Linked DNA regions of Mus musculus: regions 2 and 3 are each linked to region 1. A link is a contact called in public Hi-C and HiChIP or PLAC-seq data. All regions are on one chromosome and are shown on one strand. The core of a region is the stretch at or near the end of the contact, and the rest is flanking DNA. Distances in the headings are between cores, read along the strand shown. Region 1 holds the start of Lrrc1 (leucine rich repeat containing 1). Region 2 has its middle 44 kb from the start of Klhl31. Region 3 overlaps Lrrc1 (leucine rich repeat containing 1).

Region 1 (3,085 bases), core at 418-2,917:
TTAAGGGCTGGGAGGGGTGCTCTGCAGAGATCCGAGTGAGGGTAATCTTTGTGATTACACAGAGGAGGCCATGGGAACCAAGAAAAGTTAATTCAAGACGAACTTCACTCGAGATGTTGAGAGAAACACACTTGTGATTTTCTAAACTCTGTCAGCACTGGCGATCGTTATCAGTCCGTGTTCCAACAAACCAGACATCTGATCAGAGTTTCTTTGAAAATGGCAGGACATCATCAGCGGTAACAAAGGACAAACAAGGTACTTGCATTCCGAGGCTCGGGCCTTTAGGCTCTCTCCGGGCCTCCCAGCGGACTTCCATTTCCTGCACCTCTGGATTGCCACTGGCTTACTTCCTCCTTACACCTGGGTAAAGGATGCGTCCTCCTTAACAGTTAAAGCTAGAATCCCGAGGCAAATTCAAGGGTTAAAAGTTCAGCGTCTAACCCCAGCAGGGCCTAGAAGCACAATCAGTATCTGTCACAGGCCAAGTTCGGTGCGGCAGATGATTAATTTTCATAAACAACTCTGAAAAGATATGGCATTAGTGATAGGACAGACCCAAGCAAGCTCTGTGGTGGCGGAAAGGCAGCAAGCAGGGCTGACTCGCAGCGGGAGCCACTACACACGTTCATCGCAGTTCCAACCACGCAACAGGTCCACGCACGCAGTGCACCAGCGGCGGGAACCTGGGCACCTGCAGCAGTTCTCCTCCTGCCCAGCACCCCAATGCGGCCACGGGGCTACCGAAGCGGACCAAGCGCCATCTCTCCAGGGCATAGCCCACAGAGATAAGGCCCGGAGCACATTCCTTACAGATGCCAAGATATACTAAAGCTTACTTTCGCGCTGCTGGGTCCCCACATCCTCTGGGACCTGCGTTAGCCCAAAATGAGGAGCTCCAAGCCACTAGCTGGAGAATTGGCTGCTAGCCGATCGCCCCGGGGCGTGATGGGGCGCATGGTCGCCCCCAGCTGGGAACAGTGTGAGCTACCTGGCTTCTCACCTAACCGGCATTAGTTCCCAGACGTGGATCTAAGCCACTTAGTGGACCAGAACGTTTCTCCACTAGCCATGTAACTACTTGTTAAATACCAAGTCTTTCGGTATAAATGAAAAACAACTTTTATTGGAGGATGGGTTTAATCGGGAAGCAGGGGAGGGGGGCACAGGGAGGGCTGAGGGCAGTAGTGGGACCCCGCTGGCCAGAGTCTCCCAGAGCGAAGCAGTCAGCGGAGGAGCGCACGGACCCGGCCACCGCGCCAGGTGAGGCGGGCACTCACCTCGGGGAGCTCCCGGAGCTGGTTGGCGTCCAGCAGCAGCTCCTCCAGGCTGCGGGCATAGCGGTAGATCTCCTCGGGGACGTAGACCAGCGAGCAGTGGCGCTTGTCGATGGCCTCCACATGACGGTTGCACCGCCACAGGGGAATGCAGTGGAACATCGCCGCCTCCACCACCAGAGCCGTGTCCCGCCGAGCCGCGGAGCCCGGGGCTCGGAGCCCGCTCCGCCCGGCCGCCCCGCTGCTCCCCGCCCGCCGCCCGCTCCAAGCTCGTTGCTGGCTCCAAGCTCGCTCGCGCCTCGCAAGGACTCCACCGTCCCGAACGTTCTGAGGAAGCCGCGGGAACCCTCGCCGCGTCCCGCGCCTTCGCCACAGTCGCGAGCGTCCCCTCCCACCGCCCCCTCCGCCGCGCTCCGCTTCCTACTCGCGGCCGCCGCGCACTGGGCATGCGCACTCGGCGGCACGCAGAGGGCGTGTCCCGGCCGGGGATGCTCCGCTCCGGGTTTTCCTGGAGACCCGGCTCCCGGGAGGGTCGGGAGACGGTGCTCCTGCGGTCCTCTCCTCCGCGGGGAGTCGCACAGTGTGCGATTCTGGAGGGAGCCGCGCCCCAAAAAGCTCCTAAGGAGGGCAGGGACCGAAGGCCAGAAGGAGCAGAACAACTTCGGAGTTTTCATTTTACTCACCGTGCTTTTTTTTTTCTTGCTCCCCTTCCCCAAAACAACTTTCTCTTCCGGGGTCAGGAAGTACCGCCCCGCCGAGTACCTTGAGCGCGGGGTAATGAAGGAGTCGGTTCTGGCTTTCCGACACCCCCTCCTCCTAACCCCCGTTTGTGCCCTGTGTCTGCGCACACTCGCTGGCAGGCCCTACGACCTGAGAGCATCTTTGGTGAGCAGGACTTATCTGAGATGTACGTGTCACCAACTTCCTGGTGCCAACAAAAGCATGGATGTCCGTCTTCAAAAATCTTCTAAAAGATGCTCCGAGAAGAAAGGAGATGGCAAAGGTGCGCTTCAGCATTAGCTCCACCTTAGCCAGATGTGCTTTGGGGGCTAACCTGGGCTGAGGTACAGAAAGCACTGGTGCAGGAAGGCAGATGAACCTCCAATAGCTGGCTCCTGTATTTCTTCAACAGCACCCTGCGTCTTACAAAGGGGAGATTGCAACCCACGCTGTAGTTTGGGGCGGGGAGCCCCAAATTTCTTCCTTTGCTCCTCAGAGGTTCCCGTTACCACAGCCAGACATTTGAACCCCTTTTCTTCTGTTTTCAGAGTCAACGATACAAACTAACCAAACTCACTCCACATGAACAGTTGATGACTCCGTTTTAGGCCAAATACAATAGCTAATAGACTGTTTTAAGAGTCTTCTCTGACTCCCCACCCAGCAAAGGAAGCCTTATGCTCCCTCAGCTCAAATCTGGAGTCACCAACATCACAATATGCAGAAGATTGAAAATTGAGCTTGCTTAGTAACCAAGGCAGAGTTTGCTCTGAAACTTTTTTTCATTGTCTCTTCAGTATTTTTAACTGCACAGGGCACTTGCCCAGGGGGAGAGGGGGAGAGATACATAAAGGTTTCGTCTCTATCAGGAGGATCTCTTGTCTTGATTGATGAAGGAGGAAATTTGACCTGTTTTTACCTCAGGATTATCACCTAGACTTGATGGTTACAGCCAGTACCTAATTCCTGCCACTATGCTGACTTCACTTTTTAACCTGACTTGGTGCCTGCATTCTTGAGGCGGACTTTGAGCCTCCACTCCTCCTTCATTCTTGCATTCCAGAAGTGTGTATAAAGCCCATGTCCTG
Region 2 (3,219 bases), core at 589-3,088, 48 kb after region 1:
TATAAAATTCCTGACTTTTTTTTTTTTTTTTTGGTTTTTCTGTATAGCGCTGGCTGTCCTGGAACTCACTTTGTAGACCAGGCTGGCCTGGAACTCAGAAATCCGCCTGCCTCTGCCTCCCAAGTGCTGGGATTAAAGGCATGAGCCACCATGCCCGGCAATTCCTGACTTCTTTAAATCAAAGATGGAAAACTCTTCCCTAAGAGACAAAACTTGCTAAGTATGATGCTGCTTTTACCAGGAAACCAACATAGGATTTATGTCGCATCCCACTCTGCCCAGATACTTGGAGACAGGCGTGAGCATTGTTTCTAAAATTCTGCTCAGTCAAATAGCAACATGACAACGGCTGCAGAGATCTGTGTCCAGATGTCAAAACTTAATAAAGTAAGAAAAGCCTTATATTTCTGGCCATTATTCTGTTTCTGAGAGCTGTTTTTCTTTCTAAGTTTTCCTCTCCTTTCAAAGCTTAGCTTTTTAAAGGATGCCTAGAAGCCAGACATACTTGATAACTTGATTTTTCTTGTCCTGTTTTGTAAGCAGCTGATCTGTAGCTGGAAATGCTGCACAGAAGTCAAGAAGTAGAGATACTAGAATAGGTGAGAGAAAGACCCAAGTGCAATGAGGGTATGTCAAGTGAGTTCAAAATTCTGGACTGGATTTTACTTGTCTCTGGTGTGTCCTGGACAGTTGGGCCTGATGGACAGATGTATATCGGACTCACACAATGTCATCACTCAAGAAAGTCACTTGACAAATCCAGATTTTGCAAAGAAATGCTGAGGTGTGGCATCAGAGTCACGACAGCACCCAGGAAAATATAACTATGCCCAGATCACCCTCCTACTGCATGTTCTTCATATCTAAGCTTAATGTTTTCAGCACATTCCTCTCACGTCTATTTTCAGCTATATATAAAGGATTAATGAAAATAACTCCATCTCATATGATTAATGTCTCGGAAGTGTATTCCATCTGACAATTAATAGGATATGTGAATAGCTTTAGAAAGATCTCCAGAGGAGTCGGGTAAAGGAAAATGAGATCACATATCTAAGTTTAACATTTGAAAAAATTTTTTTAATATTGACATTGAACCTCAGAGATAAACCTTGGTCAGTGAATATTCATTTTAAAAGAAGTCATACTGTGCAGCTTTCTGACTCACCATGGGAAGGAAGAGTAGATAGGGTTTTAAAGTTCTGGGCTAATGTGGGTTCCATTAAGTGTTGATATTCTCCTACAACAGAAACAGAACCCCAAATGTGTACAACTGTCACCCCTAACCTTTCAAATCTTCTCTAAAAGAAGGCGAACTACTACTTACTTAAAAGACAATTATAAAAGCAAAGAAAATCAAATCAATAACTTACAAACCATTTAGAGCATGCAGTGATGAATGAAGAGTGGTGTAAGACAGGGAGACAATAAAATTCTAAACACTTGTTATTGTTTTTGAGATTACCATATGAATATATATGTCTGCATGTATATATACATCTAGTTGACTTGAAGTGGAGTTATAGAAATTTGCCTATTACAAAAATATATGAGGATTTTACAACTAAGACTAGAGATTGTCTATCATATATCAGGGACTGTGTATTTTCTAAAACTTTAAGAGCACATTATTATACTCAAACATGATTAGTGGTTATTTGAGTGAGTGCAGACAGAGTTACATAAAAACAACAGATGCAAGAACTCCGAGATAGACTCACTAATTGCAGAGGCTGGGGATTTGGAGAAAGAGGTCCAAAATACCCCAGAAGCAGGTGTTCTAGGCATTCCTGTGGCTTGCGTGGGCCTTGGAGGTATTTGATGTGGTAGACAGCAGCTTGCTTGAACGCAGGGCTGAATAAGGCAGTTGGCAAGAGGATTACTGGCTGTGGGGAGTTGCAGATTAGAGAATGAGGAAGAGATGATTCAAGCCCCATGTGGGGCCAACTCAGGCAATGTCAGTTTCTGGCTTTTCAGACCCTCTGCCTGCTCCGGCCTATAATTCAGGTTCTCTGCCACTCTCCCAGCTTACACTGCAGACAGTCTCCCTGAGTGAACCTCCAGCCTGCTCTTCTCCGGACTGCCTCTTTCCTACCTGGGAGCCCCTCCTCCCCACCTCAAGTGGCTTTTCTTGACGGGCTCTTTCTAGTTGTTTAGGACACCTTTTGATTCTTATGTCCTCATAAAGAAGATTCTCCCTCCCCTGTTTCCCCGCTCTGGCCCTCCTGCCCACAAAGTTACATTTCTCTGCACTTTTGTCAGGTTCTGCGTCTTTGTTATTTAAATATTCGCAGTTCCTTGTCTGCTGCTCAAATTGAGATCTATGACAAGGAACTGAATCCCAGCACTGTCCATGCTATAAGCATATATCGGATACTTGACAAATGAATGAATGAATGAATGAATGAATGAATGAATCTCCAAGGTGTCTTCAGTTTGTACCATTTTCTGCTTGATGATCTCATCGCTTAGTGGCATTGGTCCCTTTCCACCAAGATCTGTGAGTTAGTAGTACGTTAGCCAGGACAAATTCTCTTTAGTTTGTTAATTAGCTAATATGATCACTGTACCACGTAACCAAATTCTCTAACCTAGGTAAAAAAAATTATTTTAAGATTTTTGTCTTAAAGCCACACATAGAACATCCATTTCTAACAATATAGAATATGTTTCACATTATAGAATGACTAGAAATGGTGAATAAGTTATGCCAAACACTCCTTTAAGTTTAATATGCAAGTGCTATAAGAAATATTCCTGCAGGGGACTCTTGAATAACGCTGTTTTCTGTGGTCAAGAGATACTTGAAGAATCATCTACTGAGAGGGATGAAGCAGGCACTTGGCTTAGCTCATTTTGGCTTCCACTGGAGGAAAACATCTTCCACCATAATCCACAATCACGACTTTCCTGGGCATGGATGTCGGTTTATCTCCCAGAACTCAAAACTCTTAGTCTGAATAACTGACATATTAATGGATTAATGAACTCTTACCCTTGGGCTGTTTGGCAGAAGCAAATGTTAATCTTTTCTAAAGGAGCACAAACCTAATCCAGGGCTCACAGGAGCCTCACAGGCAGAGGCTTAGACACTGGTCTATAATCCAAGTCTCTGCAACATTCAAAACACACACACACACACACACACACACACACACACACACACACACACACACACACTAGCATGGCAGAATGTATGAATGTCTGGGAATTTCAGGT
Region 3 (3,122 bases), core at 605-3,104, 42 kb before region 1:
AAAATGAAATGGAGGTGATTCACAAATGACCCCCGAACCACGAGCCCTGAGAACAACCAGTCTACACGGAAGTCAAATGCATAGACTCCAGATGGAAATTTTGAAAACATGAATAAAAACGCATCTCAAGGGTTCTCTGATGTGGGAGGAACTACAAAGAAGAAATCTGCAAGTCTCCAAATGTTTAGTGATAAATCAGAAACAGGAACGGCGACAGAGAAACAAGCAAAGGAGGATGAGTTAATCCCAGAAAATGAATATCACAGGAAGAAAAATCATAACCTAAGTGTAAGACTTGGCTCAGAGGGACACATAACAGTCTCACTCATATACTCCATCTACACTGATAAAACCCAGCAACCGGAACGAGAAAGGCAAGAGGCCCCTGTTCTTCACTGCTATGGATCCTGGCTGCTTAGTATTGTGAAACAACAGCATATGCTGCATGTTTAAACCTAGAAAATGAATTTACAGAAAGTCTATACTAAGATGAGAGGATGCTCCAAATGCTAATATTTAGTAGCCATCTTCACCTTTGTATTGGTTTAAAAAAAAAAGAACTAATATTTGTATAGTGATCCAAAGAGGTGCTGCCTTTTGAAAAGCGAGTGGGTAGCACACGAAAGGCAAAATATTTTCAAGTCTACTGATATACTTCTTTGCACTTCTCATACTAGAGCTGAAAATAGCAAAAGCAAGCATAAATGCACAACTCTATCTTTGCATTATGATGTTAAGATAAAGCTAGGAAGCACACCATGAGTAAAGTAACAGGCTATCCATTGCTAAATAATGCAGAATTATGCAAATAATAAAAACGACTATTACAAACACAATCGAACTTGAAAAGGGTTTACAATGCAAACAAAATTCTAAAAGAAAACAAGATTTCAGGTTCTCTGTAATAGGCCATGCTAACTGCGGGCCCGAGAATCCAGTGAGGATCCATTGGGTAGAATGGAAGCAGATCACAGTTGGGTCAGGTGACAAGAATACTGCATGAATTACTGGTTTTAACATAAAACAAAACAGATTATTTAAACGATCTAAGAATCTGCACAAATGGTTTCACTAATTGGACATATATGATAATGAAAAAGATGTTCAATGGAGGCTAATCCTTGCGATTTCTTTAACCATCAATTGAGATTTATTTTGAGGGACAGCAATCTCTTTATATTAGTTGTCCTAAAGCATTAGCAAACACAAAAGCCATTGAAAAGAGTCACATGTCTGAATAACTGAGCCGGTGCCAATTGTTCAAAGAGTCTGACAGTTTCATAATATAATCAATGTGTTTACTCAAGCGTGAAAAGCTTACTTTGTTTTGCGAGGAAGGCATAACAGCAAAAGTACAAAAGCCATCACCAGTTCCACGCATCCAGCGCTCATTCGTATAGAACCCAAGAAATCAAGTAAATTGGGTGCTCGGGTCTGCAGTAAATAACAAGGACGACAGACAGCCTACAAATCCCACCTCTAAGAGAGGTCAGAACAAGAAAACAAATTTTGTTCCACAGTTTCCAGAGGAAAGCATCCTCACCTACAGCCTGCCCCAAATAGTGCTTTAGTTAGCATGGGAAGGCACATACGAGTTGTAAAAATGCAGTATGCCATGACCTCAAAAGGAAGCCTCAGTAACTCTCCAGTCCTTTACAAAGTAGCCTGATGGATGCCATCGCCGTGTTCAAATGCTCTAAATCACCTGCTGTCTTCCACAGTTCAGGAGGGGTCTGCCACTCAAACTGTGTCACATCGTCAATGTTCAGCTTCCTCACACAGTCAGCGAGAAGGCTTCCTAAGCTATAAGCCCTTCCTTCTGCCTTGTGTCCGAGATGAGCCAGGGCACATGAAGAACAATTTGTGTAGCTCTTCTGGCAGGGTGCCTGAGCACTGAGTGATCATGTGACAGAACTCACTGCTGCACTATTCTTCAAATCTACATGTTTGATTACAGCTCACTGACCCACTTAGACCACATTCTGGGCAATTATATTCAGAGCAACCCCAACTGCCCTAGGTTGTTACAGGGTACCAGGCTTCTTACAGCCACTGTTGTTTTTAGCAGATACTGAGCCTTTCATTCAACAAAACAAAATGTTGTTTCCATTCTCCATCTGACAAGGTCTTTTGCCCTTCTGGGTACTATTAGTACTTCTTTCCCGAATCTGAGAAAGGGCTGCATCCTTTCATGTTACTATATGGACGATCATCAACCAGTTGTTCCCAAGGTGCTGAAATTCCTCCATAATGTAGAAAAGAACTGACAGCATGGGCTCTCATAAGGAACAACAGTGTCAGGAATGCCACAGCTTCTGCACAGCTGTGGCTGAGCTACAAGGACACTTATCGCCATGTTGGAGGTATTCTAATCCCTAACTTAAAGCGCTAATCTTATCGTGTTTTATATAACACAAATCAAGTCCCCTCCCCCCACCCCTCCCGTCCTCAACAAGTTAGGCTGGCTTTTTGATCAATCACTCAGACAGACAGTGCAGAACCAAAAGCATTTCCTACAAAACTCAGGAAAAAGACAGAGGTGCCCACTGTCTCCAGTCTTATCCAACACAGCACTGGAGACTTAGATGGAAGACAAGAGAGAACAAGGGGATGGAGACAAGGAAGATGACATGGAAAACCCCAATACTCCACTGGAAAACCCTAGACACCTTCAGAAAAGTGCCAGGATTCAAAATCAACACACAAAACCCAGCAGCCTTTCTATATACCAATAAATGAACTTGAAGAGGAAGAAATTAGGAGAGAAACAATCTCATTTACAAATAGCTTCAAAAGAAAACAAACTAAGTCTAACAAAGGAGGTGAAAGACCTCTACAGTGAGAACTCTGAGACACTGAAGAAAACAAACACAAGACAGAGACCTCCACAGCTATGTTAGCAAGAGTGATGGTCTGCAGCTGCAACAAATCCTGAACAAAATTCCACTGAGACTCTTTCAGAACTAAGGAAAAACTTTCTAGAACTTACCTGAAAGCATACATTATCCATGAAGGGGAAGAGGTAATGTCAAAGTTCGCTAGAGCTATGGGGACAAAATGTGTCTGTCTGGGCACTAAGTCAAGAACTAGAATAGGGGATGTACAAGCTTGCAATCCCACCA

What was found. A called contact is a pair of places that touch in the nucleus more often than the background predicts. HiChIP or PLAC-seq counts read pairs in DNA pulled down with a chosen protein or histone mark.
Region 2: a contact with region 1 is called in a Hi-C map of DN3 thymocytes, with 2.2 times the contacts expected there. The contact joins the enhancer-like site here to the promoter of Lrrc1 in region 1. A contact is called at or near these places in 3 of 39 promoter capture datasets (the C10 cell line, Sertoli cells and macrophages), 12 of 484 Hi-C or Micro-C datasets (the C10 cell line, DN3 thymocytes, the HPC-7 cell line and 7 more), 3 of 115 datasets of contacts at active chromatin or transcription factors (embryonic stem cells and intestinal villus epithelium) and 3 of 9 other capture datasets (adipose tissue, liver and pancreatic islet).
Region 3: a contact with region 1 is called in an H3K27ac HiChIP or PLAC-seq map of neural progenitor cells, with 4 times the contacts expected there. The contact joins the enhancer-like site here to the promoter of Lrrc1 in region 1. A contact is called at or near these places in 1 of 39 promoter capture datasets (macrophages), 11 of 484 Hi-C or Micro-C datasets (CD4 T cells, CD8 T cells, cerebral cortex and 6 more), 13 of 115 datasets of contacts at active chromatin or transcription factors (astrocytes, cardiomyocytes, embryonic forebrain and 8 more) and 3 of 9 other capture datasets (adipose tissue, liver and pancreatic islet).

Annotation. Positions count from the first base shown.
Region 1 is chr9:77,543,185-77,546,269 of GRCm38.p6, forward strand. Lrrc1 (leucine rich repeat containing 1) reads right to left here and starts at 1,668. Exons shown (of 14, transcript NM_001146048.1): 1 at 1,281-1,668. The coding sequence starts at 1,439.
Region 2 is chr9:77,590,788-77,594,006 of GRCm38.p6, forward strand. No RefSeq gene overlaps it. Among named protein-coding and RNA genes, the nearest start is that of Klhl31, 44 kb to the right of the region's middle. Within about 2 kb of position 1,839, at least 21 of the 459 cell types and tissues checked have an H3K27ac peak or open chromatin away from gene starts, as enhancers often do. A contact at or near this core is called in DN3 thymocytes, where this site is marked.
Region 3 is chr9:77,501,402-77,504,523 of GRCm38.p6, forward strand. All of the region lies in intron 1 of Lrrc1 (leucine rich repeat containing 1), which reads right to left. Among named protein-coding and RNA genes, the nearest start is that of Lrrc1, 42 kb to the right of the region's middle. Within about 2 kb of position 1,855, at least 53 of the 459 cell types and tissues checked have an H3K27ac peak or open chromatin away from gene starts, as enhancers often do. A contact at or near this core is called in cerebral cortex, embryonic forebrain, forebrain and 3 more, where this site is marked.